7 separate regions of the Mus musculus genome follow, and regions 1, 2, 4, 5, 6 and 7 are each linked to region 3. Evidence: chromatin contacts called from public Hi-C, HiChIP or PLAC-seq and promoter capture Hi-C data. All regions are on one chromosome and are shown on one strand. Each heading gives the region's core, a stretch centred on a gene start, on an enhancer-like site or on the middle of the called end of the contact. The rest is flanking DNA. Distances are from core to core; before and after follow the strand shown. Region 1 has its middle 67 kb from the start of Gm40822. Region 2 has its middle 13 kb from the start of Gm12108. Region 3 holds the start of Bod1 (biorientation of chromosomes in cell division 1). Region 4 overlaps Nsg2 (neuron specific gene family member 2). Region 5 holds the start of Nsg2 (neuron specific gene family member 2). Region 6 has its middle 37 kb from the start of Gm12108. Region 7 has its middle 4.6 kb from the start of Gm12108.

What was found. Promoter capture Hi-C pulls out the DNA fragments that hold promoters and counts their contacts. A called contact is a pair of places that touch in the nucleus more often than the background predicts. HiChIP or PLAC-seq counts read pairs in DNA pulled down with a chosen protein or histone mark.
Region 1: a contact with region 3 is called in a promoter capture Hi-C map of trophoblast stem cells, with 4 times the contacts expected there. The contact joins the enhancer-like site here to the promoter of Bod1 in region 3. A contact is called at or near these places in 7 of 39 promoter capture datasets (the 3T3-L1 cell line, cranial neural crest, hippocampal neurons and 3 more), 1 of 15 datasets of contacts at CTCF or cohesin (the NIH/3T3 cell line), 1 of 484 Hi-C or Micro-C datasets (neurons), 1 of 115 datasets of contacts at active chromatin or transcription factors (fibro-adipogenic progenitors) and 1 of 9 other capture datasets (embryonic stem cells).
Region 2: a contact with region 3 is called in an H3K4me3 HiChIP or PLAC-seq map of embryonic forebrain, with 5 times the contacts expected there. The contact joins the enhancer-like site here to the promoter of Bod1 in region 3. A contact is called at or near these places in 12 of 39 promoter capture datasets (the 3T3-L1 cell line, the C10 cell line, the HPC-7 cell line and 8 more), 1 of 15 datasets of contacts at CTCF or cohesin (the NIH/3T3 cell line), 1 of 484 Hi-C or Micro-C datasets (bone marrow-derived macrophages), 9 of 115 datasets of contacts at active chromatin or transcription factors (embryonic forebrain, embryonic hindbrain, embryonic stem cells and 4 more) and 1 of 9 other capture datasets (embryonic stem cells).
Region 4: a promoter capture Hi-C map of the HPC-7 cell line shows a contact between it and region 3, with 7 times the contacts expected there. The contact joins the enhancer-like site here to the promoter of Bod1 in region 3. A contact is called at or near these places in 13 of 39 promoter capture datasets (the 3T3-L1 cell line, the HPC-7 cell line, cranial neural crest and 7 more), 2 of 484 Hi-C or Micro-C datasets (granulocyte-monocyte progenitors and megakaryocyte progenitors), 8 of 115 datasets of contacts at active chromatin or transcription factors (craniofacial prominence, embryonic forebrain, embryonic midbrain and 3 more) and 3 of 9 other capture datasets (adipose tissue, embryonic stem cells and liver).
Region 5: a contact with region 3 is called in an H3K4me3 HiChIP or PLAC-seq map of forebrain, with 7 times the contacts expected there. The contact joins the promoter of Nsg2 here to the promoter of Bod1 in region 3. A contact is called at or near these places in 20 of 39 promoter capture datasets (the 3T3-L1 cell line, the C10 cell line, the HPC-7 cell line and 12 more), 1 of 15 datasets of contacts at CTCF or cohesin (CD8 T cells), 15 of 484 Hi-C or Micro-C datasets (CD4 T cells, CD8 T cells, DN3 thymocytes and 11 more), 25 of 115 datasets of contacts at active chromatin or transcription factors (T-cell acute lymphoblastic leukemia, bone marrow-derived macrophages, craniofacial prominence and 15 more) and 5 of 9 other capture datasets (adipose tissue, embryonic stem cells, liver and 2 more).
Region 6: an H3K4me3 HiChIP or PLAC-seq map of forebrain shows a contact between it and region 3, with 5 times the contacts expected there. The contact joins the enhancer-like site here to the promoter of Bod1 in region 3. A contact is called at or near these places in 12 of 39 promoter capture datasets (the 3T3-L1 cell line, the HPC-7 cell line, cranial neural crest and 4 more), 3 of 484 Hi-C or Micro-C datasets (CD4 T cells, CD8 T cells and the CH12 cell line), 8 of 115 datasets of contacts at active chromatin or transcription factors (bone marrow-derived macrophages, double positive thymocytes, embryonic forebrain and 3 more) and 2 of 9 other capture datasets (embryonic stem cells and macrophages).
Region 7: a Hi-C map of the N1E-115 cell line shows a contact between it and region 3, with 4 times the contacts expected there. The contact joins the enhancer-like site here to the promoter of Bod1 in region 3. A contact is called at or near these places in 12 of 39 promoter capture datasets (3T3-L1-derived adipocytes, cranial neural crest, embryonic stem cells and 7 more), 3 of 15 datasets of contacts at CTCF or cohesin (the NIH/3T3 cell line, pro-B cells and stem cell-derived epiblast-like cells), 15 of 484 Hi-C or Micro-C datasets (the CH12 cell line, the N1E-115 cell line, bone marrow-derived macrophages and 7 more), 24 of 115 datasets of contacts at active chromatin or transcription factors (Th17 cells, bone marrow-derived macrophages, differentiating embryonic stem cells and 12 more) and 2 of 9 other capture datasets (embryonic stem cells and liver).

The regions. Positions count from the first base shown.
Region 1 is chr11:31,234,428-31,238,648 of GRCm38.p6, forward strand. No RefSeq gene overlaps it. Among named protein-coding and RNA genes, the nearest start is that of Gm40822, 67 kb to the left of the region's middle. Within about 2 kb of position 2,119, at least 3 of the 459 cell types and tissues checked have an H3K27ac peak or open chromatin away from gene starts, as enhancers often do. A contact at or near this core is called in trophoblast stem cells, where this site is marked.
Region 2 is chr11:32,086,223-32,089,987 of GRCm38.p6, forward strand. No RefSeq gene overlaps it. Among named protein-coding and RNA genes, the nearest start is that of Gm12108, 13 kb to the right of the region's middle. Within about 2 kb of position 1,344, at least 100 of the 459 cell types and tissues checked have an H3K27ac peak or open chromatin away from gene starts, as enhancers often do. A contact at or near this core is called in embryonic forebrain, forebrain and hippocampal neurons, where this site is marked.
Region 3 is chr11:31,668,922-31,673,230 of GRCm38.p6, forward strand. It overlaps Bod1 (biorientation of chromosomes in cell division 1), which reads right to left and starts at 2,941. Exons shown (of 4, transcript NM_001024919.1): 1 at 2,580-2,941; 2 at 323-447. The coding sequence starts at 2,780.
Region 4 is chr11:32,018,459-32,022,276 of GRCm38.p6, forward strand. All of the region lies in intron 3 of Nsg2 (neuron specific gene family member 2), which reads left to right. Among named protein-coding and RNA genes, the nearest start is that of Nsg2, 20 kb to the left of the region's middle. Within about 2 kb of position 1,678, at least 141 of the 459 cell types and tissues checked have an H3K27ac peak or open chromatin away from gene starts, as enhancers often do. A contact at or near this core is called in the HPC-7 cell line, embryonic forebrain, hematopoietic stem and progenitor cells and 6 more, where this site is marked.
Region 5 is chr11:31,998,390-32,002,681 of GRCm38.p6, forward strand. Nsg2 (neuron specific gene family member 2) reads left to right here and starts at 2,030. Exons shown (of 5, transcript NM_008741.4): 1 at 2,030-2,207; 2 at 3,342-3,491. The coding sequence starts at 3,363.
Region 6 is chr11:32,062,304-32,066,345 of GRCm38.p6, forward strand. No RefSeq gene overlaps it. Among named protein-coding and RNA genes, the nearest start is that of Gm12108, 37 kb to the right of the region's middle. Within about 2 kb of position 2,063, at least 24 of the 459 cell types and tissues checked have an H3K27ac peak or open chromatin away from gene starts, as enhancers often do. A contact at or near this core is called in embryonic forebrain and forebrain, where this site is marked.
Region 7 is chr11:32,103,848-32,107,797 of GRCm38.p6, forward strand. No RefSeq gene overlaps it. Among named protein-coding and RNA genes, the nearest start is that of Gm12108, 4.6 kb to the left of the region's middle. Within about 2 kb of position 2,689, at least 60 of the 459 cell types and tissues checked have an H3K27ac peak or open chromatin away from gene starts, as enhancers often do. A contact at or near this core is called in the CH12 cell line, the N1E-115 cell line, cerebral cortex and 6 more, where this site is marked.

The sequences.
Region 1 (4,221 bases), core at 869-3,368, 440 kb before region 3:
GTGCGAAGGTCATGGATCTGGCAGCCTTTGCCCTGCTATCCCATACCTTCTTCTCTACTAAAAACTGTTAGGTTACATTCAAAAGTTAGCAACCAAGGTCCATTCCCTTATTTGGTCACTTCCTCCTCCTGAGTCATACTACTTCTCCAGTCCAACTATCAAAGTATTGAAGTCCAGCAATCAAAAGCCCCCTTTGGCTCACCTAATTAACACAGCCAATAAAAATTAAGGCCTCATCCTAACAATGGTTTTCCCCCTTGTACTTTTATAAACTGCCATTTCTTTTATGTGCCATGCTTGTCTCATCTCTATCCGGAGGCAGTTCTTTATTCTACTGCTGGAGAAATACTGCTGGGTCTGGCATGGCTATGTAAGGGGAGGTGTGACATAGCTCCTGCCCCTTTAGCACCACCAGGCCATTGATCCCATGATCCACACATGTACTGATGATAGCTGTTGCCCCAAAGTTGATCTTCTGTCTTTTCTACTCTACTTTCAATCTTTCTTTCTGGGGAATATTCTTCCTCATTACTAATTATGCCATACCATGGCAATCATGCCATAGTAAATGAAACATGTGCAGTTTTCAGGAATGAGGAATGGAGATGGTCATGCAGCTGTGGAGGAAGAGAAACATGCCGTCTACTTGGCCTGCAGGGTCATGGGAAAGGATCTAGACAATATAACTATAAATGTCATAAAAAGCTTACATGGTTTTTTTTTTTTTTTTTTTTTTTGGAAAAGGTTCATTGCCAGAATTGGCCTTGAATTTGGAATCATAAGGAAATACATGTACCCTCCCCTCCAATGACTGCTGCATTGATTAGCCAGGATGAATTTAGAGATACCAGGGATAAAGAGTTAGAGTGATTTCAAGAGGAAAAGGTATGACTAGAAAAAGAAGAATTTATATATGATTCAGGAATAAATAGTATTAAAAGAAGAGTACATGAGGCTATGGAATTGCTAGGAGAGGTAGATGAAGATTAGAGAATTACAAGATGATGTAGAAGCATGTAAAAGTTAGTACTCTGTTTTTCTAGCTAATTGAAGAATTGAAGATAACAATGCCTGAAAATATATTAGAGAAACTGTTTACTGTTTTACTTACATAAAAGTAAAACTTTGTAAGGAATCATTTTTTTAGTAGTTTGTTATATTTTTTATTCTTAGATGGATGTTCTTACTAAAGACTGCTGTACCAGAAAACTAGAAGAGCTGTGTCCAGCTACCCGTAAATAGCAGACTATAAACCTGTAAGACAATGTGCTTTTGTTTTGTGCTTGGTTTTGCTCTAAGGAAACGGGGGTTGGGGCTTTTGATCTGGGACTCATAGAGTTTATATAAATTGAAGATTTTTTTAATAATTATTAACAATGGCCAAAGCCTTGATGATGTAGCTTTAGTACATAAAAGACCGTGTTCAGGCACTTTCTTGTTGTGTCTGGCCAGTAGATCACAACCTGGGTTCTAGCCTGGAAAGGCATTTTGGAAACCTGGAAGAGAAGAGGGGCTAGGCGGCACGAGATAAGGAAGGAACCAAGACAAAGGTCTCTGCTCAAGGTTCAATTTTTACTATTTCGGCACTCCATTATGAAGGAAGAGGGAGGGGCCCAATTCCCGCCAAATAATCTTGGAGTCCAGTAGCAGGGTGATCACGTGATGGCTCCAAACAGCAAAGCGGCAGGTTCCAGCAGTGGGCGTGGCAGAAAGATTGAGCGGGAAGCTCCACCCCTGAGCAAGCAGGTTTCAGTCTGGGGGAGGGGAGACTACACTTTCTGATTCTTATTATTCAATATATCATGAAACTCAGTTGAAGAATAAAGGATCACCAGTGAATAGACGGAATATCTGAAGCCATTCTTGCCTTTCTCAGAACCCTCCTGGTGCTGAGGCAGGACCTTGTCAAAATACCACTTCCCCCTCTGCCTGGTTCCCTTCCCTGTCTTCCAGTCCTCTATCTCCTCTTGGTCTTTTATTTCCTCCCCCTGTCCCTCTGGGGCAAATCAATCTTCTCTGTGCTGAGAACTTGATCATGGGGAGCCAGAGCTGATACTTTTCCTTTCTACTCACTTTCTTTCTTTTTCTGTTTATGTGGAGGGGAGTGTTTATGGCAGAGATTAGCATTTCAATCAGTAGACTGGATAAAGATCTCTGCTCCTGCCCAGATAGAACAGAAGAGTAGACAAAGGGTGTTACATTCTGAGTATGAATCGTTGCCCATAGGCTCATTTATCTGTTGAAGGTTTGACCAGCAAATGGTGGCACTATTTTGTAGAAAGTCTGGGAGGTTGGGCATGGCTGGAGGAAATACGTCACTGTAGAGATATACCTCTGATACCTGGTTCCTTCCATTCATATGAGAAATGTAAGAATGACTGTAAGTTTAGAGTGGAGTAATGCTTGATATAACTTAATTTTTGAGCTTACTTTTAGGTTCATAAAATGAAAAACAATATTTGTCCATCTGCCAAATGGCTTAATAAATTCATGCAATGGTATTTCTTCTACATCTCACAAAATGCATATTAAAGTTTGTAGTGGAAAAAAGTTTCCAAGGAATAGCCAGGGTTTATAAATCAGCTTATTCATTCCATTATTTATCTTGGAAATAGTAAATAAGAGAAATTGGAATCTGATTAACTCATCATTCAGCTTTTTGAGAATTGTGAAAATTAATGAGCTGTTTGAGTAAAAAGCAAGAAAACCACCTATCCAGTTTCTAAGTGGCTGACACAGAATTGAGCATTAGTGATCACCCCATGAATATGGAATATGCTGTCTAAATGTCTTAGATATACTTACTATATAATATGATGCAAAAGTTACACCTTTCTCATTTCTGTATTTAAAATTTCTCCCCTGAAATTTAGAATATGGATATAAGCAATAGTAGAATCACTTGGTGGAGAACCATTGCCTGTCAGTGTCAACTTTGTAAATGCTAATTTTCACCTTCCTTTGAGATCTATATCCTTAATAATAATATTAATCTCCTTAATAATAGCAATAGGCCCAACTTGAGATCCATCCCATGGGCAAACACCAATCCCTGACACTATTAATGATATTCTGTTATGCTTGCAGGCATGTTGTCCTCTGAGAGGCTCCAGCCAGTAGCTGACTCAGACAGATGCAGACACTCACAGGCAAACAATGTATGGAACTTGAGGACTCTTACTGAACAATAGGAGGAAGGATTGCAGCCACTAAGGGGATAGAAATTCCATAGGAAGACCAACAGAATCAACTAACCTGGACCCTTGGGGCACTCAGAGTCTGTACCACCAACCAAAGAATATAAAAGGGCCTCCCCACACTTACACAGGAGATGTGAAGCTTGGTTTCAATGTAGGTCCCAAACAACTGGAACAAGGTTATCCCCAAAGATGTTGCCTGTATGGGGGATATATTCTTCTAGCCTGGCTGTCTTATCTAGCCTCAGTGGGAGAGGAAGCACCTATCTCACAGAGACTTGAAGTGCCAGGGTTGGTGGATACTCAAGGGGCCCACATTGACTCAGAGGAGAAAGGGATGGGGATGGGGCGGGGTGACAGGGAGGCAGGAAGTGAGCTGGATGTAAAGTGAATAAGTAAAAAGTAAAATAAAATTTAAAAACATAATAAAGTGTCACCCATGAAGGAAGTTCACTATGAATTCAGTGCTGAAGTCTGCTATCCTTGTTCACTACTATTTTTCTGGTTTAGAACTTTGCTATAAAAAGTTATCTTTCCAAAACTGAAGTTTTCAGTTTTGATAGTTCAAAATAATATATTTTTCAGAATACTGAGCATCTTAAAAATATTAAACTTCAAATATTTAATTCTTTAATATCAAACAATAATAATAATGCAAATATTACATGTCAGTTGTTTGTATTTATAGTGCAAATTTCAGATTTTACTCATTTCTTCTACCAGATGTATGTGATGTGATCTGATGCTCCCTTGTTGGGCTGAGATGTGCAGGTAGCTACTACTCCCAAGAACCTATAAGAGCCCAATCAACCTATGCATTTGTTATATGTGTCATGCTACTCAGGTCTGATGTGTATCAAGTGCATTCTGAATGAACAGAATGTCCAGTTTATGATGGTTTGTTAGTTATAAATCTATCATAGTCAAGAACCATCTGTTCATACAGGTATGCTGTTTTTACTGTGTAATAAATCTTAACTGTTTAGTAGTTTAATTCCATAATAAGACATATAGCCTGCTCATT
Region 2 (3,765 bases), core at 94-2,593, 420 kb after region 3:
CTCTGAGGCTCCGCGAGACCTTGAGCGGTTCCTGGAAAAGGTGGCTGGGACCTGTGGCCCTGAAAGGCTGGTCAGGGTCCCAAAGTTGATCTGTCATTTTGGGTTCCAATTCCAGAATCTGAGTTCCAGAAATGGCTCTGTGAGGAGGTGCCAAGTTCTCAAGCAGTAGATGTACAAAGAAAGAGAATAAAGATTATGGGATGGGAGGCAGGATCTGCAGCCTCTGTGGTCCCCACTTCAGCTCTGCACTCATGGGATCACAGTCCTTCCAGCTTACCTAGGCCCTCTGTCTGCATACTGCCTTACAATATCAAACACATGCCCAGGTATTTCTCCTGGGTCTCCTGGCTTGATATGGCCCCTTGACCTGACACTCTCAGCCACACTCAGGGCTAGACCTAACATCTGTACAGACTGTCACTGCACTGAAGGGACCCAGGACAAAGAGCTACAGAAACTAGGCTGTGGTAACCCTCTGAGGGGCTACTGTTTGGCTCCCAGCCACAGACAGCTGCCTCCAGGCTGGAGAAGCTGGTATTGGCCAAACAGATCTGTTTAAATAAGGTCTGCTTCCCTGTGCTCTGGGCCTTGGAGACTCAGTGGGGCAAATCCTGGAGTTACTCAGAAATGACTCTGAGGGGCTTCTCTCACACCAGGCCTTTGACTTTGCTCAGGCCTAGAGGCCTCGGTACAGATATGGGTGGCAGTAGAACTGGCATCATCCGGTTGCCACAATATGTCAGTATTCTGAGCAAAGCTGGTCCTCTTGAAATCTCCCCAAGGCTCCAAGGCTCTGAAATGCAGAGAAAAAATATGTCTTCTCCAAAAACCAGGGCTTGTGGCTTCGGGGCATATGCTCAACTCCTGCCACAACCAACACTTACTTTATGGATGTGCCTGAGATAGAGAGAAAGACAGAGTGTTTGTTATAGAAGTTTCTCTTTGAAGTAGCTTTTGTATCAGGTAGAGCTAGTTTATGCCCTGTCTCCACTGGGTATCCCAAGGGATCTTGGGCATAGCTCTTGCCCTCTGGGCATCTACTTCCTCATCTGTGAATGGATTTGAACTTTGAATATTAATCTCCCTGAGCATCATCAGTCCTGGCTGTAAACTGGGAATCAGCAGCGTCCTGAAAACTGTGAGTACCTAATACATGCCCAGTCAACCCTTCTTGGACCTAAAGGAATTGTGAGGAATCTAGGTCCCACTGAGGAGCTGGGGACTGGGCCCCCTCTAGAACTAAATGTTGGATATATCTGATCGATGCCTGCAGGAAAGCCCCACTCCCAGAGACTGGCTGTAACTCCTTTCTGCCTTTGTTTTAATGCCTGCTGTAGTCTGGCTCTGCAGTGATGCAGATGTGGGTGTTGTTGCTAGGCAACTGGGCTACGGCACTAATCCTAGGAGGCCTTGGTTTCATTGGCTGCCTATTCTGAAGCTGCTGATAGTGTTGACTTGGAAATGGCTGTAAAAATGAGATGAGATGATGTCAGTACCAGGGTACAATGTTTGTGTGGTGGGACAAAGAGGCCACTCATTCCATAACAGCCCCAAGGTGCATGCTCCTGATGACTGTTGTTTTACCAATAACAACCTCAGGATGTAGGGAGGAAAGTGGTTGTGGTGCCAAGGAATAAATCTACATGCATGTGACTTCAGAGAGGAGGGGAAGCTGGGCTTTGATGTCCTCCCTGCTTCACCCATTGTCCATTGCAATGCTTTAAACGTAAACCAGATCATGTGTTCCTGCCGCAGCCCACTGTCTGTGTGAGTAGGCTAGACCGTCCTATATGAGACTCAGTGCTATGGGACCCCAGAGGGTTGTTTACACCTTCGTTCACACTGCTTCTCCCTCATTCTGCATCTGCTGCCTTTTCTCTAAGTGTCCTGCTCTTGCTGTCCTCATCACAGGTCCCCCACTCCCCTCCAGGCTTCAGTCAACACCCACCCCACTGCCGCCCACCGCAGCCCTCTGTGAACCTCCCGGCTTTTGAATTTCTTTCTGCCCATTCGCATAACTAACTCCTCTGTCCATGAAGTTCAACCCTGCTTCACCATATTACACTGTCCCAGCCTGGCAGATAGGGGAAACACAATAGATCCCTCCTGGGTGAATGTCTGAGAAGTAGACGTTTAGTTTATGAATGCCTCCTGGGACCTTTGATCTGACACTTGAGGTGAACACTTCTTTGATATCTGATCTTCCTCTATTATGGGCCAAGTATGCTGGGGACACTCTCTCTTGCCATTAGCCTATTTTATAGGTGAGGTGCTTGAGATACAAAGACAGGAAGGAGCTTACCCAAGGTGTCCCAACTTGTGAGATCCAAGCCCAAGTTTCCTGGCTCTTCTGTCCTGCTCTGAGGTCAAGATAAGACTAGTGCGAGAGCCAGGCATAGCGCCACACACTTTTAATTCCAGCACTTAGGAGGCAGAGGCAGGAAGATCTCTCTGAGTTTGAGGCCAGCCTGGTCTATTTACCAAGTTCCAGGTCAGCAGGACTACATAAAGAGACCTCCCCCACATCTCCATAAATAAATAAATAAATTTTAATGTTTAAAAAAACACAAACCCTAATGGGATGTTTGACATTGTATTTGAGATACTTGTGTGTCAGTATCTGGTGTGAGGAAGCTGTTGCAATACTCAGGGAGCTGTCAAGGGCACATCAAACATTCTAGTTTATGTAAGCACTCCTAAAACGGGCATGAAAGAAGTGTAATTGTAAAGAGGGGCTATCGGTAAAGTCTATGGCAGTCCAAGTCAAGTTCTCCTTTAAGCCAAACATCAGATTCTATGACTCCCATCAGAAAACTGACAGATGGCTACTGAGGCTGACAGAAAACAATGTCACAGAAATATCAGGACAATTATTTCCCCAGAAATCTTCAAATCTGTTTTGAAGATCTTGCATCAAATTAGGAAGGGCTACATATTTTTTGCTGTTCAGGGTTTAGACGATTTGCTAAAATTCATAAATTCCTTTCATCCTTGTGGTATTTTCATTCATTCTCTTTGGGGGCTGTTATGATTTGAAATACTGTGTTGGTAATTTGTTTGTCACCTTAAAGACAAATGTTAAATTCATGTAAATAAGCAGTTAGATCCACTAAAAATGTTAAATCTGTAAGCTGATTTTCATTGTCAAGTTCTGGACAGATTTTGGTTTTGAAACCATAAATGACTCCATAGCCTGTCACAAATTATAAGATCTTTCCAACACTGGGCCTCCACTGCATCATCCTAACTCTGAAGAGCAAATGTCACCATAGTCAACATGACCTGACTGTGGCGTAGTCCTGGGCAGGAGATGATTTCAACCTTCATAAAGCTTTTATGAAGTTCAGTCTTGATGCAATGCACACCATGGTCCCCTTTTAAAGGTTTTGTGCCTGAATTTCTGCACAAGCTTTAAAATGACACTTCACTAAACATGAGTTTGGGGTTGCTATCATGCCATTGTCTATTTATCTTATGAGTCTCTCTCTTCAACTTACAATATCCAGGTCCCATCATTTACTACACCAGACATATTTACACGGACAAAAAAAATCACTTTAATATTTTTTAAACTGTTTTGAATATATCTCCTTGGTTCTGAAGAAGCCAGTTCTTTGGTGACATATTCCCATTGACACCTCTGGCAAAGACCATGTTTGTGACCCGTCAGCACGGCCCTTCATTACCACAGTATGGAATTTTAAATCAGCAGTTCTACATCAAACATATTTCAACAGATTTTGAAAATCCTTCCACACTCCTGGC
Region 3 (4,309 bases), core at 1,691-4,190:
CACAGAACATACAGAACTTACTTTCCACACCCTAACACTGCTATCTTGGTATAAAACTCACACTTGTATTCAGATTACACTGAAAGCTTCAAAGAATGAAGAGCAAGCCTGGCAATCTGGAAGGCCTTCCAGAGCCACCACCAAATGCACACAGCTAGGAATGACCCAGAGTGAGCAGCCAGCACTCCAGGGCTCTGTTCACCATCTCCGTGATGCACAAGACAGCAAGATGGCTACAAAGTACCACAGACCAAGACCCCCATGAACTTGTGGTCAGCCTGTGTAGCATTCACGCTGGGGCCTCCACCTTTTCTCTACTTACTGAACCACGCTCTGCCTCAGCCCATTTCGCAACTGGTTCTTGTTCATTGCAGGATTCCATTCCTGTTTGTCCAGATGTGTTGACACGAAATTATCCACCTTCTGCCTTAGGTTCTGGTAAGCTGGCTAAGACATTCATTCAGAAGAGACCGTGTTAGTGTGTGTGCCAATGTCCTGGCACTGAGCCATTCAGGAAACTGCTTTTCAGAGAAACACATCTTCTCCTTTAAACACACTCCCACCCAACCTCAGCGTTCACCTGCAGTACAGCGGCCATGAGGCAACAGCCAGCAGGGTGCCTGTCTTGTAGTGGCTGGGCACAGTGCAGGGCACTGCCTATATATGTCAATCTACTTAAAAAAAATTATTTATTATGTGTATTAAGTATAGAGTGTGTGTATGCCTGCAGGCCAGAAGAGGGCACCAGATCTCATTATGAGCTACCATGTGGTTGCTGGAAATTGAACTCAGGACCTCTGGAAGAACAGTCCTAACCTCTGAGCTCTTGCTCCAGCCCTTAAGCCAATCTACTTCTAAAGAAACTCCACGAGCGGAAACCCTATTAGTACTATGCTGCCCTCATTTTTTTACATTAGACTTTCAGGCTTAAAAGAGGAAACAAAGGTGCCCTCTATCTCCATGTGGCCAAGGACAGATGCAAGCTGCTTCTGGAAGGAACAGGGTTTGAGGCCGAGCACTGACTTCTTACAAGTCACCTGATTTCTGAGTGTCAGTAATTTCCATCCCTAAAATGCAAACACTCCTGTCTGCTTGACTCACAGTGACTGTTCATGGCAGTATACCAAGGAAAGGCCCCTCCAAATGAAACAGCCACCCAAGCCTCAGCAAGAGTCCCTACAGCTACAACCAAGGGAGTTCTGTGAAGCGTTTCCAGGAAAGCTGTGACCCTCAAAGGAGCCTGAGGCACTTAGTCTAAATCCTCTTCCTCAGAGCTTAAGAACAAGACTAGGAAACTACCTCGTGAGTACAAGGAATGTTCTGAGCCCCTGACCTTCTCTCCAACTGGAGGCAGATAGTACCTCTTCACCCGATCCTTGGTGAATGGCATGTCAGTGTCTGCATGGCTCTGGTCGCTCTACGAGAACATGGAAGCAGGAAGGATGGCCTACCTGTGCAGATTGTGGCCTAAGACATGTCTATGTAGGGAAGACCTTACCGCACATCAAAGCCGTAGGACAGGCCCCAGCAGCCTGTAGCTGACAGCTGAGCCCCAGCTAAGGCCTACTAGACCAGCTTGCTTGGTGACTCACAGCCCTGACAGCATGAGGAGCAACCACTACCCTGGGGAGCCCTCTCAGTCAGCAAAGAGGCTCCTAGCTCCACACCTTAATCTTGGCAAGCAAGTTTTGTAATGGGAAAGGAAATGTTCTGGCTACTATATACCTGCCCCGTGACACACATTCCAAAGTTTCCAAATGAGGTGAATTAGCATTTTGTTTAACGGTAGACTGGCCTTTGGCACTGGATCTAACATAGCCATTAACTCCATTTCAATTAGTTAAATGGAAAAAAAGAAGGTGCTGATTCGACAGCTTATCCCAATTTGACCTCAAACAAGTCTGCAAATGATTCAGCTGGGGAAAGGGACTATTAACGTGCAGTCCCATCCAGCCAGTGCTAAAAATCACCTCCCAGGTGAACAAGGGAACGGGTGGAGCTTCTAAAGTACTCTACCTTTCCCATGGGTTGTAAAACACAAGTTTCTTGGGTATGGAGTGGGTATACGTGTGCAGCCATTAAAGAATCCTCAAGTTCAGAAAAGCGAAAGAACTATAAATAAATAAATAAATGAATAGATAGATAGATAGATAGATAGATAGATAGATAGATAGATAGATTGATTGATTGATTGATTTAAAAATCACAGCTGGTAAGGGCTCCAGTGTCGGGTGTGCACCACTCAGAAGATAGATAGATAGATAGATAGATAGATAGATAGATAGATAGATAGATAGATAGATAGATAGATAGATAGATAGATAGATAGATAGATAGATAGATAGATAGATAGATAGATAGATAGATAGATAGATAGATAGATTGATTGATTGATTGATTTAAAAATCACAGCTGGTAAGGGCTCCGGTGTCGGGTGTGCACCACTCAGAAGATACCGGTAGTGCCCCGAGCAGCGCGTCCCTGCCAGGCTCTCGAGGTGCCTTTTGTTTTACTCCGGGCTCTGGCACGTCAAAGCAACTGGATGGTCCGCCCCCCTTGGTCCCCCGAGGCTCAGGTACCTTAGTGTCCACGTCGGCCAGGCAGTCCCGGCGGAAGCTGTCAAACAGCCCACGGCTCTTGAGCTGCTCCACTATGAGAGCGATGAGCTGCGGGTCTCCCGGAGGCAGCGAAGCGGGATTGACAGGGCCGCCGGCCCCACTCGAGCCCCCGGACGGTCCCGAAGCCTGGCCCGCCGCGCCTGCTCCCGCACCGTCCGCCATGGCCGCACCCCGCGCCCGCGCCGGGCCCCGCGCTCCGCTGCTCCTCCGGGAGCCGCGGGCAGAGCTGCGCAGACACGGAGGGGCCCACGGAGGCGGCGGCGACGGAGGCGGCAGGGTGGGAGGCGGCGGGGACCAAGGCGCTCCCCGCTCGCCGCGCTGCCGGCGCTCGTCTAATGGCGTCACCGACGGCCTTTGCATTGTGGGACGGTTGGTTTCCTGGAGCCATCACCTATGTTCTTATAGCCCGTGTCTGGCCGTTAGAAACTACAACTCCCGGCAGGCTGTTGGCTCGCTCGCGCTAGTTTGCGGGACAGCTTGGGCATTGTAGGCTCAGAACCTACCCAGTCACGGCAGCCCTCCCAAATCAGACCTCCGGGTCACCTGCAGAACTGATTAAAAGATTACGAGTGTATCCTTTAACGACTGTGATTCAGCAGCTCTGTATTTATGCCTGGCAGCCTGTGCTTTTGACAGTCGCTCCATTCCCACGATCCCCTTAAATAATGTGATCTGGGAGATTTGGTTAACAATGGGTTAATCTTATTGTTTTGACAAAATTAATTTTTACTTTTTGTGTGGCAGGGAGGGGCGGTGGAGCGTGCGACAGCACATATGTGGAGGTCAGAGGACTACTTGGGACACACTGGTCTCTCCTGTGATGTAAGTGGTGGGATCGAACACGTATCCTCCAGCTCAGTGGCAAGTGCCTATACCCTCTCAAGCTCTCTAACCTGCCTACTAATCAAACTTCTGTTCAAAAGTTTGTACCCTTCTGCCTGATTAATAGCAATGCAGATTCATTTTACGAACTCGTAAAATAACAAGAAGAAAATAAAAACTGCTGTTAAGTCTTTTTTGCATGTGTGGATTTTCGCCTTAGCATTAAATATTGTCAGCATTACTAATAGTAGATCCAGTAAGTAGAATGAATTAGATGTAATAGTGCTGCACTCTTTAAATACGTTCACAACTACCTGAAAGCTGGCACTACTATTTCTTTGTGCAGATGCAGAAATAGAAGAACAGAAATAATTACCGTGGTCATATATATACCTAGATGAAGTATAGTAGGTGCTGTGGTCCAGTGTTTAACCTAACATATCCACGGTCCTGATAGCTAGCTGTCATTTTACAACAAGTAAAATACCCTAGCTTTTACACCCACAAGTCTGCACTGAATTCCCCACTGTTGCCCCTATTAGAAAAAAAAGTTTGGATTGCTAAGAGAGACCATCATTTCAGCTAAGTGTCTGGATGAGGCAAACTTTACTTGATCAAGAGGCTTGCTGGGGCAGGAAAGGGCAGGGGAGGGAACACACCTAGACAGGAAGTGCATTTGGTTTTTATTCTGAGGAAGGTGAATCCTGTCTTTTCTCAGTTGGCTAGGGTCCAACATAACAATCTTACTCAGTTATCTGAAAAGAATTTGTGCATAAGAAGTAGAGGAGGAAGGGGAAAGAGGTCACTGCACCAAGGAGAAAAGGCCATCAAATTCCTTTGTGTAAATAAAAAATGTCCACGGGATTCTA
Region 4 (3,818 bases), core at 428-2,927, 350 kb after region 3:
AGTCAGGAGAAGTCTGTAGGATGCAGGTAGTCTCAAGCCTTGTGGGCTGTGTGGATGACTGTTGAAAGCGGTAGGAAGCCTCTTCAGGATTTCAAGTAGAGGAGGGATGTGACTGAATTTGGGCTTTAGAAAAATTGCATCGTCTTTCACATAATGTGTGATGGGCAAGAGGTTAAATGGGAGACTGTGAGGCTACTGAAGTGTCCAAGTAAAAATTAGTAGTGATCCAGACAAGACTAGTGAGTGGATAGCCGCAAAAGCAGACCTAACGAGCTGAAAGTAGATACTGCCCTTGGTTATCTGGGTACTGGAGTGGGTTTCCTTCTGCCCTTCATTGTTGCTGAAGCCAATTAACTACTCAAAGCATGCCGGCAGCAGCGACGGCACAAGTGTTTCTCGCTACCCACCCCAATGTTCAGGGTTCCTGAATGAAACACACACACACACACACACCCTTATATTTTAATATGCCTTAAACAGCTCAATGGCTGAGCCACTCCCAAACTTCCACACAGCTAACACACTCCCCTCCGATATTCCTGAGTTACTACTCATTAAAATCTATATTCCATTTTTGTTGCCCTAAACCCCGTCAGGGGTCCCCTGAGGCCACTCTTCCCAGGCTCTTACATGTTGGCAAGCTGTCCTGCACACCTCAGGCATGGCAGCTGCCCCTTTCCCAGCGCAGCAGCTATCCCTTCCTCCCTCCTTGTTCCTTGCTCTGGAATCCTAAAAGTCCCACCTCTGCCTCCTTGTCAAACCATTAGCTGTTGGCAACTTTAATTACCAATCAAAACAGAGGTCAGGGACCCTCAGTGTTTTACATGCAAATTCTCGTGCAATTTTGGGGACCCAATTAACATAATACAAGCATTAGACCAAACCAGAACACATGACAGTCTTTCTCTGCACTAAATCTGTATTTGAGTGGCTGAGTGTGTGATGCTGGCTCTCTAGCAAAGGCGGGGACTGCTCATTTACTGTCATCTTACCATGTTTTCCACTGTGCAATGTGGACTTAGTACGAGGGGGACTGGCCCCTGCTGTGTGCAGCCACCTGCGGGGAAAAGTTATGAGGGGCAAGCAGGAGGGAATGGGGGTAATATGTACAAATCGGGCCCTGGAGTAAAGTTGACTTGTCTTGGCTCTGTCGTTCATAAAAGGCACAGAGTCACACATAAGAATACTAACAGTAGTGCTATATATAAAAATCAAAGTATTAGACAAGGTTAGACTTCCTACCTTTCTCTTGATTTCACGAATAAAACTATATCTCTATAGTGGACTATTTTACAAATTCTTAAGCTTTACCTTTTTAGGCTAGCAAGATGGCTCAGAAGATGACCTAAATTCAATTCTTAGAGCACACATAAGGGGAGAGAGTTAACTGTATAGAATTGTCCCCTGACCATGCTTGCCTTGTACACATGTGCACAAACACACACACACACACACAAACACACACACGAGAGAGAGAGAGAGAGAGAGAGAGAGAGAGAGAGAGAGAGAGAGAGAGAGAGAGAGAGAGAGAGAGAGAGAGAGCGAGCTGGGAGTCCCCAGTGGATGAGGTGGTATAACTCCCCCATTAATCAGAGAGATGATTCAGTCCGCTGGCCCAGTTACCCAGTGTCAAAGCCAGAGCCAGTGTCAGAGCTGGGCCTGTCTGTCTGGCCTTTCTGTCCAGCCATGCTGCCTGTAGTAGAAATGAGTCAGCTAAAATAATGAACAGAGTAGCTCTAAGCCGGGTTCAGGCCTGATCACTGCCTTTAATCCAGTTTTGTTCAGTTGATCCTCACGGGTCAAGTCAGTTCTGGAAGAAGAGATTTGTGTTTCACTAGCAGCCCTTTGCGAGCCTTGACTGTCAGGCGTGGGTGGGGACAAGCCCTGCCTTTTGGAACAAAAAGAAGGGGGGAGGGGATGGAAATGAAGCAGATTCTCATTTGCTTATATAAAGCTTGAAGTGTTAATTAGCCTGGTTTTCAGCTTTCTTCAGAGAGCTTCCTCTGGGCTTTGTAAAGGATGCATCTGCTGGTTGCAGGGTGGTAGGGGAAAAGGGTGAGGAAGCTGTGTGGTAATTAAGAAGAGTCTGAAGGTCTTAGATGAGGAAGCTCACTGGGGCTCAGGGACCCACCACGTATGTCTGCTGTGGGAGCAGAATCATAGAACTTATTTTTGCCTGGGAAAGGAAGATTGGGCTTCTCTGACTGGACCAATGGTTCAAGCTTTGCAAGATGCTGGCTGGGAGAGGTTCTGAGCCGAGTAGCCATGGTGTGTGGAGGTTTGGCTTGCTGCCACCCTTAGATGTGCCTGGAGCTGTGGGTGGAGATGCTGGGGGAACATCTTTACAGACAGCCTCAGAGAGCTTAGCACGGACAGTTGCTGCTCACCCCTACCCCACCCCTGTGCACCCTGTTTTTCTGTATCTCCAGAGGTTCTTCCAAAAGGCTTGAAGAGTGTCCTTAGGCTAACAGGAACAAATCCATCCATCCTGAGCCCTGGGAGCTGGGGATGCTGTTAAACTGCCTGCTACAGAACATAATGATGTTTTAGAATGGCAGTTCTCAACCTTCCTAATGCTACAACCCTCTAATGCAGTTTCTCATGTTGTGGGGACCCCCAATCATAAGATTACTTCATTGCTACTTCATAACTATAATTTTGCTACTGTTATGAATCACAATGTAATTATCTGATATGCAGGTTATCTGATTCCCAAAGGGGCTGTGACCCACAGGCTGAGAACCACGGCTCTGGAAAGTTCTGGTGTTAAAGCTGTGGTTCTGCTGTGGGAAGCACTGGTGCATGGATGGACTGGTATTATGGAGGAGCTGGTGGTGTGGAAGGTTTATGCTGCATTGAAGAATGGGTGTCACAGATAGAAGGCTGTGGTGTTCTGGGCAGCTCTAGTGCTGTGGAGGAGCTGGTGATACAGGCATCTGATACATACAGGGCACCAGATTCAGGAAGAATTTTGGTGCTATAGAAGGTGCTGGTGGAACCAAAGGTAGTGACACTTTGGAAGGATGAGTTCTAAAGGAAGATCCTGGTGGTGTGGAGGGCACTGGTTATGGGATGGTGACAGTGTGGGCCATTTGTGCTGCCTGAAGCTTCTGGTGTAATGGAGAATGTGATATTATGGAGATACAAGCGCTGTTGAAAGTTCTGCTGTGCGAGATTCTGATACTGTTGAAGATGGCAGCAGATTGGAAGGTACTGTTGCTCCAGGAAGCCTTGGTATGAAGGAAAGTATCGATCTTGAGGAAGAGGCAGGTGCTGTGGATGTGCTGCTACCAAGAAGGATGTCTGTAGTACCTTCTGTTTACTATCACTCTTAACCTCTCGTACTTCCTCCCCACCTCTGCTGTCTTCCCTACAATACAGCCATGATCTCACAGCAGCCATAGCCACCTACAGTGGACTATGTAATAATAGGCCTATCAACAGTTGGTCATAAATTGCAGAAGAGTCCACATGGCACATCGTCCTAACCTCCCTACTGAACTATAGGATACTGATAGATTTTTTTTTAAGATTTTTTTTTAAATCTATATGAGTACACACCAGAAGAAGGCATCAGATCCTTTTCCAGATGGTTGTGAGCCACCATGTGGTTACTGGGAATTGAACTCAGGACCTCTGGAAGAGCAGTCAGTGCTCTTAACCACTAAGCCATCTCTCCAGCCCCAATACTGATATATCTTAAGCAAGGTAGACATTCTCCTCATTTGTGATCTCCTGATGAACTCGTGTTCTAAATCCCTGCTCACACAATGACCTGTGTTAAACTTGGTGGGTCTGCACAAAACAAAACAAAAAAG
Region 5 (4,292 bases), core at 780-3,279, 330 kb after region 3:
AGATGTTGGGGTGGCCTAACTCATTGCCCTGGATCTGGGCCTGAGTGCTAGCTGAGCTGGTCAGCCTGCCAGTTCTCCTGCACCCACCACACCACCAGGGCGAACTCTCCAGCACTGCCCCAGCCAGCTTACCCAGTGATGCAGCCAGTGAGGGTCAGGGCCAGCTCTCCTGCTGTCATGCCCTTGAGGCCGGCTCTCCCACCCTCTGCACAGTAGATGATGTTTATTGCATTTTGATTATTACACACACACACACACACACACACACACTATGTATCTTTTTGGCTATCTTAAGATTGCAAAAAACATACTTAAATTGATACAGATTACTTGGACCCAAAGCTTCATCACTTAAAGCAGTCTATAAGGCCATATCCGACACCATCTTGGTTTCTTTCCACCGCACTCTGCTGCACAGATGTCTTGCATGTTGCGTACATTGAAAACCTCATCAAATGATGTGATAGTATTTGCTTTCAATCCTCAATTTTTTTTTAAATACCAATTATTCTATTTTATCTGGAACCCCTCAACCTTGTTCTCCATCAAGGTTAGACATGCCATTCCAGCCATGGCCTTCCTTCCAGCTTGGGTCTTAACCTCACAGGTCACCAAGCCTGGACTTCTCCTTGCCTCCAGGCAAGCTGCTTTCTGGAGCTTAGTGAACTCTAGGGACCTCTGTCTTGAAAAGTGTGGCTTTTCCTTGTCAATCAGCCATGAACTATCAGAGGGGATTTCTTTGACTCTTAGGGCAGCAGCGTTAGGATCTGAAATATACATGTTCACAATTGAACCTGTGGTTGCTGGCTATACTGTGCTGGTCTCGTGCCATGCATGAATTTGGCAGTCATTTAGGTCTTTGGAAAGAAGGGGAAGGAAAACCAATATTTCTTAGAATACTTCCCTCTCACACATATACATCACCATTTAACACTGCCCTGTGTGGTGCTGATAGATGACAGCCTTCATGGTCTCAAAAACCCTTACACACATTTCATGCCCGAACAATACAGAAGACACACGCGTTTCTGTGCCTTGTAACACATAGACACTAGCTAGGGTGATTTTTTTTTTTCCACACAGAACAAATATTTTTTAAATCAAAGTGAACCACTCAGTCAGTACTGCAGCTGTTGATGAACAGTGATTTGAGCCACAGCTGGGAGAAGTCACTGGCAGTGGGCTCAATCATCCCTGTGGTTGAAATAGGCGTTCAGAGCATCTCTCACAAGTCAGATGTGTTTCCATGGGTACATTCTCTTCCCGTACTCCCTGCCATCTCATTCTGCAAGTGCTGTTATCCTCCATCAAAGGCAAGGCAGCAGAGGCTCAGGGAGTGGCTGAAAATGTGTCAGACCCACCCAGCCAGTTTGGTCCGGCTGACACTGCCTCTCCACTCCTTCTTACTCTGGTCAGCAAACTGGATGTTATTTAACGTCTTGACCTAGATATGGATTTTGGGGACAAGAGTCAGGGATCAAGTCCCAGTTCTGGCCTTTTCCAGTTCTGTGACCTTAGACAGGTCAAGTCTATGCACTGTCTGCAGTTTATGCAGGTGTGTTCACAGTGCAAGCCACCCCATTTCCCAGTCTTTGTTAGAAACCACAGTTTACAAAAGAGGGCAGTAGCTTGAAAGAGACCAGAAAGGTGTAACAGCACAGGAAATGGAAAGTAACTACCAGTTTACTTTCTCTTCTAACCCAGAGCAGGTGTTTTGAGTTTTACAGTATTGTTAGGGAAGCTTTAGCAAGAGGGGAGCCCTTCTCCTAAAACAAAACAAAACAAAACAAAAAACAAAGTGCCTGCTTTTTCAGTTTCCACCAAAGACTCAAGAATTGCATTTTACATTATTGTAAAAAAAATTATAAGCCACATTACTGTTTTTGGAATAACCAAAATTCCTTCCACTTTTCTTTAAAACGTTTGTCCTATGCAGGGGTTGTGGCCATGCATGAGAAACAGCAGGTGGTGCCAGATGACAGGTGGTGTGGGAGCCGTCCCCGGTGGGAGGCGCGAGCTGGCGAGCAGGCTGGCAGCTGCCAGATCTTCTCTGCGCGCTGGCGCCTCGTTCTCAGAAGCTCCGGATCCAGGCACGCGAGGGCTGCTTTTTTCAGCACCACGCTCTGGCTGAGGAGGGAGGACTCCTGTTTGTCCTCCTCCTCTACATATTGGCTTGACTCTGCTCTGACCCCCACCAGTGCCGCACAGTAAGTAGGCATTTGTTTTTGTTGTAACCACTCCCCAGCACCCTCCCAGCCCTTACCACCCTGTCATCCCCACAACTCCGTTTGTCTAATTACGTCCCACCAGCCGGATTGACAGGAGAAATTCAGTTGTGCAGGGCTTTTGAGGGTGCGGTGAAATCAATCCTTGAGTTCAAAGGGAACTGGAGGGAAATAATGTGATTTGTTTATTTAGTTGGCAATCTTGCAATATGGGGGCTGCTAACTTTCCATGAAAAGAAAGAAAGGAAGGAAGAAAGAAAGAAAGAAAGAAAGAAAGAAAGAAAGAAAGAAGGAAGGAAGGAAGGAAGGAAGGAAGGAAGGAAGGAAGGAAGGAAGGAAGGAAGGAAGGAAAGAAAGAAGGAAAGAAAGAAAGAAAGAAAGAAAGAAAGAAAGAAAGAAAGAAAGAAAGAAAGAAAGAAAGAAAGAAAGAAAGAAAGAAAGAAAGAAAGGAAGGAAGGAAGGAAGGAAGGCCCTGGCTATTGAGGAAATGGAGCTATTTCATGGCTGAATAAGGAGATCAGGTTCAAGCCAGCCTCTTTCTGATGTAGAAACCTGGGTCTCGTGTACAATCTACATATTATGTAAAAGAGAGAGAGAGAGAGAGAGAGAGAGAGAGAGAGAGAGAGGGGGGTCTTGAGAGAGAGATTGACTGTATTTAATTGTGTTTTAGAGATTGGTGAAGAAAAGGCAAAATAGCGATGTGGGTGGTGAGATGAAATGTATCTTACTGCAGGGGGCCCAGAATAATGGAGTTTCCTTTTGTGCTAAGAACAATCTTGCCAGTGGGGCTCTAGGGATATGTTAGCCACAGTTTCTTGGTATTTTTTTTAAGCTCATTTAAAAAAAAAATGAAGGTCTGAGGTTTTGGGGGTTTTTTGGTTTGGGGGTTTGGGGGTTTGGGAGGGGCTCCCTAATTCGAGGGTTGGTGAACTCGGTGAGCAGTTAGCACATTCTGATGATTAATGAAGTTTCCCCGGACAATGGGAATCATGTCAGGAAATCTAGTGGGAGATTGATGGCTGTTGCCAGGTTGAATGCTGCTGCAGTTGAGCTGTCTCAGACCGTCCTCAGCCCCTCACATTCCCACTGTAACCAGAATCCTGCTGCTTGCCTTAGGTCTGGAATAAAAGCAGAAGCATGGTGAAGCTGAACAGCAACCCTGGAGAGAAGGGGGCCAAGCCGCCTTCCGTGGAGGATGGTTTCCAGACCGTCCCTCTCATCACGCCCTTGGAGGTTAATCATTTGCAGCTGGCTGCTCCCGAGAAGGTAACCGGGTGATCTTCCTTTCCTTGTCCCCCAGGCTACCCTAACCCAGGAACCCAAGCAGCAAAAGATTTTTTTTTTTTTACCCCTTCAAATCCTTTCATTCTTCCAGCCACCAAACAGGCTCCCTTCCTTGGAAAATATTGTGTCCAGAGATGAGACATTTCTTGTGTTATTGCAGATTTATGGTGTTTGCTCATAATCTACACATACAGGCAAACAAATTAATGTTCTCTTGTTAAGATTTTAGCATGGTAGATGAATACACATAAGCTTCTATGCAGTGATGAAGGGGGAAAGGCTTGTCTTCATTTTCTTGAGGTGTTTTGAAAATGGATTGGTATAGCTAGGAAGGCAGAGACTTGGACTCGCTCAATCCAGCAACTCAGTTTGCCTCTGCCGAGCTCTTGCCCCTTTGCAAGGAGTTGGTTATAAAAAGATAAACTTTTAAAAACCCTTCTTCAAAGGAACCCAGTGCATCGTGGTAAATGCTGGACCCAACCATCACAATGGGGGGGGGGGCTGGGGTATGAGAGGGAAGGCAGTATAGATGAGCTGCAGGGGAGAAGATGGGGTAGGAGAGGGAAGGCAGGATAGACGGACGAGCTGCAGGAGAGAACATCCAAATTGGAGTTTTAAAGGTAAGTAAAAGCTGTACCAGTTTGAAGTGGAAGAAAAATAGGGTATTTAAGGCAAAGGTGAAAGAGAATGCGCCCAGTGTGGGAAGCTCCTGTGGACACCGTGGCTGCAGGAGAATGTCCGGGAGACGGGGCTGGGAAGCAGCCTCTGGCTGATGCCACATCT
Region 6 (4,042 bases), core at 813-3,312, 390 kb after region 3:
TGCTGAACTGGGGGTTCTGACCCACATGCGTGGCTGGAAGAGAGAAAGAAGACAGCACAGCCCTTGCCCTCAGCCCTTGCCCTCGGGTGCTGTGCAAACTGCTAATGGAAGAGCAGAGACTGTTGGCATTTTGTCTAAGCTCCGCCCCACAGTTACCTGGCAACAGCCAGGTGTGCCTGACTAACTGTAAAAGAGGCTGCTTGCTGGGCAGTGGTGGTGCAGGCCTTTAATCCCAGCACTTGGGAGACAGAGGCAGGCAGATTTCTGAGTTCCAGACCGGCCAGGTATACAGAGTGTGTTCCAGAACAGCCAGGGCTACGTAGAAAAACTGTGTCTCCAAAATCCAAAAACGAAAAAAAAAAAAAAAAAGAAGAAGCTGTTTGCTCCCTCTCTCTCCTTATGGTCATGGCTGGCCTCTACTTCTCTTCTCTTCTCTTCTCTTCTCTTCTCTTCTCTTCTCTTCTCTTCTCTTCTCTTCTCTTCTCTTCTCTTCTCTTCTCTTCTCTTCTCTTCTCTTCTCTTCTCTCTCCTCCCCTCCCCTCCTCTTCCCTTCCCTTTCTCTCTCTCTCTCTGTGTGCCTTTTTCTGTCTCTACTACCTTCTTAACTCCCCTCCCCATGCCTTGAATAAACTCTATTCTATACTATACCATCTTGTGGCTGGTCCCTCAGAGGGAAGGGATGCCTCAGCATGGGCCCAGGAAGGCACCTCCTTCCCCCACACCTGACTACAATTCTTTCTCTCTTGATCTTTTTATAAACACAACAGAGACAACCCTTCACACTCCAGAGTTCTGGCCAGTCAGCCTATCTTTTGAAACAGTGAGGCCCAGTCAGGACTGTGAGCTGGCATCCCACTCACAGAGGCCATGAATCTATGTAGGCAACATGTAAACACCAGACACATTATTCAGTTACACAGAGTCAACTAAAAACTTAACAAGCACGTGTTCAAACGTTCTGTTGTAAATGAATTTGCAACTCTATTGCAAGAAAGAAAGAAAGAGAGAGAGAGAGAGAGAGAGAGAGAGAGAGAAAGAAAGAAAGAAAGAAAGAAAGAAAGAAAGAAAGAAAGAAAGAAAGAAAGAAAGAAAGAGGAAGAAGAAAAAGAAAACAACAGTTTTCCTTTATCCACCTTGACAGACCCTATATAATGCATATAACGGTAGGAGGAGCGGGGACAATGGCAGCCCTGATTACTAGGAGTGACCCTAATGCTATTCCTGGTGGAGTTATAATTTTCTCATCAGAATAAAGGGGACACAATCGCCTGCATGAGCAGGGAGTGGCTACCGGTGAGAAGAAGCCTTTAACCAAAGGTTTAGTCAAGAAAAGCGCCTCTTCACAGGGCCCTGCTGGGCCAGCAATGTCATAAAGCCAGGGCCTAGGCTAGTGGAACAAACTCCCTCTGTGTCCTTTGCATACCTTTTAATCTATTTACCAACATCAGGAATTCTTCTGAGAGGGACCTCCGCTGTGCAGAACGGTAATGTGAGGTCTCTGGGAGCGGGTTGGGTGTCTCAGTGTGGGTGTCAATCTGAGAACTGGGTAGTGAAGGACAGGTTCCTGCTTCAGGGAGGAATTCAGGAGGGAGGTACAATGCATCCTCCTAAGCCAGCTCCTGAGATCTCTTCCCTATCCTCTGCATGCAAAGCCTCCGCCTAGAGGGCAACTGCCTGGCTCCCTGAGGCTCACAGTTGAGGCTGGAGGACAGAGGAATGGGATAAATAGATAATTGCTGCCTGTCAGGGGGAGGCGATGGTGGTGCTAGAGCGGGATCCCAGCAGGCAACCACAGCAGAGTTATTTTAAGGAGACATGTTATTATTCAGGAAAATTGAGAGACCACCTCTTCCGAACTGCCAACTGCTGTGATCAGTTCATCCCCCGCCCCCACCCCCACCCCCACCCCCGCCTAATCTGACTGGGGACTCAGGAGAAGCAGAGATAAACTCCTCATCTTCTTTTTCCCAAGAAGCCCAAAAAACTAGCAGGTGTGAGTAGTGAGAGAAAAGGCTGGTTTCCTTGGCAACGTCAATGCCATCATCAGACTCAGTCTAGCATAACACAGCATTTACCCCCCCCCCAAGCCCCTCTCCTGTCCTTTCATCCATCAGAAAGGATCGTCTCCTCTCAGGGAACACAGACCCAGGAGCTCAACTGGTCACAGTTGCCCTCCACTGGCCAGGTTGCCCTCTGGAAACCTGCTGCTTCTCCCTCTGCGTCTCCTGCGTCTCCTCTTTCTTTGTCTTTCTCTGCTTTCAATCAAAAGGACGGTGCTTAGAGTCTGTGGATGGTCTGAGTGTGTTTCATCTGAGGATCCTGGGTTTCAGCCTGCACAAGATGGGGCAAGGGGTCTGTAGTATCCCTGAGAGTGGGGAAAGCAGCCTGTATCTGCCAGCTCTTCTCTACACTGCAGCTGCCTTATCCTTCACGTCGGGATCACCATTGCATTTGCCTCATTTGGTGAGGATACTCAACAATTTACCTGCAGTAGCCACAACTAATCCCTCCTACTGCTAAGCCATCACTGTGCTTGGGTTTCCCTGATTGGAAAGTGGAATTATTTATAAGCACCTCACTCTCCAGCAGGGCTGCTGTGGGCCAAACATGTTAACTGCCTTGAAGGCCCTATAACATAAAACTGGCTCCTTTCTGTCAGTGTTTTGGAAGCTTGCAGCTGTGGTCCCTTCCCTGGTCCCATTTACAGACTGTCAGAACCAGGGGTGACCCATTTCCCATCTCTATGCACAATTTTAGTTCTTGCATTTAGTTGTATCAAAATATAATTTTTTTCTTTTTTTTTTTTTTTTTCGAGACAGGGTTTCTCTGTATAGCCCTGGGTGTCCTGGAACTCACTCTGTAGACCAGGCTGGCCTTGAACTCAGAAACCCACCTGCCTCTGCCTCCCAAGTGCTGGGATGAAAGGCGTGTGCCACCACTGCCCAGCTTCAAAATATAATTTTTAATGGTAAAATTAAAATGTTGCCTCACAGTCGCGTATTCTGAAAAAAATGTTGAGCAAGCTCTTCACATAGATTATTTTTAAAAATAAAACTATAGACTTTATTCAAATGTCACCGGATTTGCAACTAAAATCCCTTTTGAGATGCAAGATATGACCTGCAATTCCACAGAACATTTATGTATGGGCATATTAATATATTTAAATATGTGTGTATATATTTGTATATGTAATTGTATATGTAAACTATGTACACATGTGTGTATATGTGTATATAGTATACATTTACACATTTATGAGTGCATATATCTATTACATAAATGTGTATATGAAAAGATGCATGTATGTATGTGCATGTGTGTATATATGTATGTGTCCATGTACACGTGTATGTATATATATTCATGTCTGTGTGAATACATGTATAGATGTGTATGTATGTGTGCATACATGTATGTGGGGGCCTGTATGAATGTGTGTGCATATACATATGTACATATACTGTGTGTATATATGTTTGTGTATAGTTGTGTGTATGTATATGCATGCATGTGTGTGCACATATTTTGCACTGCTAAGGAACAAACCCACAGACCAGAACATGCCATGGGAGTGCTTGACCACTGAGCCACACCTCCAGTATTCATTATCTTCTCAGTTCACCCTCCAGGCTCATCTAACATTTTCTTTCCCCTTTCTAGTCCTGGAATCTGTTGTGTTTCCAAGAAGCCTTAGTTTCTCCTATTGCAAAAGATACTAAGGAACCAAGACTTGGGTGTTAAGTATGCTTATCAGTACAGAGCTGTGTTGCTTTTAGTCCCTCTTGGCATGACCTATGTAGTATGTGGTAGTATGTGTGCATGCATGTGAGTGTATGTATTCGTGTGTATGTGTGTGTATTCGTGTGTGTGTGTGTGTGTGTGTGTGTGTGTGCGCGCTGTGCATTATCCATTATCTGTCATCTAACTAACTCACCCATCATTATCTGCCTCAGGCAAATGCAAGTCTATCTTGACCTCGATCAGTGAAAAGCACCAGGAGCAGGCTCGGATTCCTTCTCTGCTTGCTGTCTCTTCACTC
Region 7 (3,950 bases), core at 1,439-3,938, 430 kb after region 3:
GAAATAATATGCACGCTTCTCTTAAATGTAGGAAGTAATAAGTCTCCTCTTCATTTCTCAGCCCTGTTTGGCTTGAGCTTTTTGTCACCAACAGATAAACCCATTCCATTCCGTTACAATTGGGAGATAGAGCAGTGAGTGGCAGCCATTCACCAAGAAAGGAAAAGCTCTCAGATGGAACAGCTGCTACAAGGCTCAGGTCTCACACATCCGTGAGGTCATTAGCCAGGTTTACAGGGGATAAACCAGGAAGTGAACTGTGGTCTATTCATGATCACGGTCTGTGTATCCCCTGAGAAGGAAGGGTAACAGCAAGCTGTTCTTTCGGCTTAAGATGTGAGTGATGGGGACGTAAGAAGAAGTATTAACCACTTATTAAGTTTCTCCGTCACACATGGCATTTTCATCCAATGAAATCATCTAACAACATTAAACAAAGTAATGCCCCTGTGAGTAAGCATGAGTACTGATCACATATTCCAGCCTGTCTTTCTGGCTTATTTTATTTTTGCTTTGTGTTTTGGTTTTTGTTCTATTCAAGACAGGTACTTGCTGTGCAGCCTGTCCTAAACTAGAGATCCTCCTGCCTTGGCTTCATTGATGTGTGTTAACACATTTGTCTTTAGGACTTACCTCTTTTTAAATGTATGTGTATATATGTGTAGCTTCCCCAGTCTTGAGCAGGCTGGCTCAGACCTGTTCTGCCGCTATGAGCTAGCCCACCTGGGGTGGAGTCTTCCGACCTAGATAGGTCTATTGTTCTGCCACCTCGTTTTCTCCAAGACGCTGAGAGGCTGGACCTGCTTTCTGAAGCATCTTGAATAAGCAACAGCTTAGCAACAAAGCAATGAGAGCCTGGTGTGGTGGGAGATGGGCTTTCCCCTTTTATAAGCTCAGACTCTTAAGTAAACTTAAGTAAAAGATCAGTATCTTTGTCTTAGTCTTGTATTTCTCTCGCTGTCTCTTTCCCATACAGCCCCAGCCTCCCTTTCAGGAAACCAGTTCGTGTAGCTGTGGGCAGCTACGTATATGTGAGCATGCCTACATGAGTTCATTATGTGCGGCATTATGTGCCAGCAGAGGGCAGACGAGGGTGCTGGATCCCACTGAACTGGAGTTACAGGCAGCTGTGAGCTGCCTGATGTGGGTGCTGGGAACCAAACCTGTAAGAACAGTAAGTGCTCCTAGCTTCTAAGCCACCTCACCAGGCCCTGATATGTTACTGTATTACCATCATAAATCATGTTACTCTCTAGTGCAGTGGTGCTCAGCCTTCCTAATGCTGCAACCCTTCAATACAGTTAGTTCATTCTGCTGTGGGGACCCCCAACCGTAAAATTATTTCATTGCTACTTTTTAGCTGTAATTTTGCTACTGTTATGAATTGTAATGTAAATATCTGATATACAGGATATCTGACATGTCACCCCCTGCAGGGGTAGTGACCCACAGAATGGAGAATCAGTGTTATAGAGACTGCAAAGGAAGAACTGACCCCTGGGGTTGTGAGTCTGTAGGACTCAGACCACTAAGTCTCTCATTCTCTATGTGTCATTACAAAACATCTTTATGTTTCCTTCCAGCAAGAAATTACCACTTAGTACGATAGAACACCATCATTATAATACTGTGCAGTTTTCAGTCCTTGCAACTGATACCATACTTCGGGCCAAACAGCTCAACTCCGAAGGATCTGATCATTAGCTTCCTATAACAGCATACCCTGTTTTCTCAAAGATAGAAAGGGTGGCTTGTAGGTAGAGAGAATGTGTTCTTTTCCAACTGTTGGCTGAACCCAGGGAAGTGTGGTACAGACATTGCCCCTGGAAGCCTAGAAGCCAGAGTACATGGAATGTGTGCCAGGTGCCTTTACATCTGGGAGGGTTTTTACTTTTAATGACCCCATAACTGAAATGCAAAGAGGCTTAGACATGGCTCTGTTTTAGATTGGATTTTACCAAATACACCTGGTGCCACAGACAAGCATTTGATGACAGTGTCTTGGGCCATAGTCACGAATGGGCTGTGGCCCTCCCTGGTCCCCTCCTGTGGGCTGTGCTCTCATTTCACTGTTCTTGAACATTACAAGGGAAAGCCCCAGCTTAGTCTGCCAGCCTGCTGAAGCCTGTTTTTTTTTTTTGGGGTTTTTTTTGTTTTTTGTTTTTTGTTTTTTTTTCTGGCAGCCTTAGCTTCAGGTTCCTGCTCTTTCCAACAGGCAATGAGGCCAGACCTAAGTAATAGATTGCAGGGAGATTCAAAAGATAAAACCTGTCAGCATTTCACACAAGTAAACGGCAGGAACATCAGTAACACCATAATTATGCTGTTTGCCATGGTTTATGGAATTTTTAAATTGTGGAGTAAAACCCATCGGGTCACTGCTCTCCCCTGAGAATGGAGACTCTTTGCCGCCCTTGCCTGTGAGTGGGGCACAGGCTTGTCTTGTTCTGTCCTCTCAACTGGAAGTTCTGCCCAGATGCCGTCTCAGAACAGCAGTGAGTGAAGAAACGACCACCTGCTTCACTAAAGCATTAGCATGAGGCCTTGGGCACTGAATTCCTCCAGCACAGCAGCCTGCCACCAGCTTAGGTCACAGATCCGGCTTCTTTAGGAACTAGGTTTAGGCTAAATGTGTGTAGCTCCCAGCGTGCACACAAGCACTTGACTGCACCCTGCCTGTGGCTGAGAGGAATCTAGGCTAGGGCAGCTGTGAACGCTGCTGAGAAGGCTGGCTGCAGCTGCAGTCCCCATGGGGCGCATTCTCATCTGTGACTGTGTTCACCATACAGGGACTGCAGGTGGCACTTAATTTATCCCCTCTTTATTTGGTTATAAAATTCACCCACTCCCCACCAGGTAAATGTTCCACCAACATCAGGGTATTAATGTTCTTAAAGTCACAGAGCATCCTCAGAAGGTGATGTTAAAAATGCAATTCCATAGCTTTATCAGGCAATCATGTGACGCAGTGGCAGCAGGTTTGTGTCAAAGAGCTGCATCACCAGATACACACCCTGGCAAGCACCTGACCCAACGCCGTGCACCAGAGTTGTGCTCAGATTGGGATTTTGAGAGATTCTTACACATACTCCTCAAAAAGACATCATAACTGTTCAAAGCTCGTTTTCCTGGTAAAGGCTACATTACAGGATGATCGGCAAAGTCCAGAGGGTACAAAAATGGCTGTTGGACTCTGTGACCATGCTGATCTCGAGTAACAGTCCAGGGACTACATGGACAGCTGACTGTGTCCACTTTACAGACATGGAGACTGAGTTCTGCTGGGGAGTCTGCCTTCTTTCCCAAGGCCTCACCTAAGGCAGTAACCACTTTTCTTCTCCCTACATAATCCTTTTCTGCTTCTTGGAAACCGCTCTATTCTAAAAAACAAAAACAAAAACAAAAAAAAACTGGAAACAAACAAACAAACAAAAAAACCCAAACAAACAAAAATCAACAAATACTCGTGATAAAAAGTGACAGTTTCCTTAATGACACTTTCATTCGCAAACACCAGGAACTTGGATCAGCTTCACCCCATTATCCTTCCCTGCCCCCTCCCTGCTCCAAGCCTCCTTCCTTTGTCAAATGGACCCCTTTTACTTTCATGATGTGTGTGTGCGTGCGCACATGCATGTGTGCGTGTGTGCGTGTGCATGATCGTATATGTAATGTGTATATAAAATCCAGGTTCCACAGTGGCATCTTTCTTTCTGAGTCAGGCTTATCTTACACAATATACTCATCTCCAGTTCTGTCCGTTGTCCTGGGGATGCTGTCATTCCTTGTCCTCTGTGGATGAAGAAAATGCCAGTGTGTGTCCCTACCATGCTTTCCTGTCTGCTCAGCTGCTGAGGGACACCTGAACTCAAGTCATAGTTTGGCTACTATGGACAAGATCACACAATAAACTCAGCCAAGCAGGGACCTGCTGCTAGATCCTCAGCTGA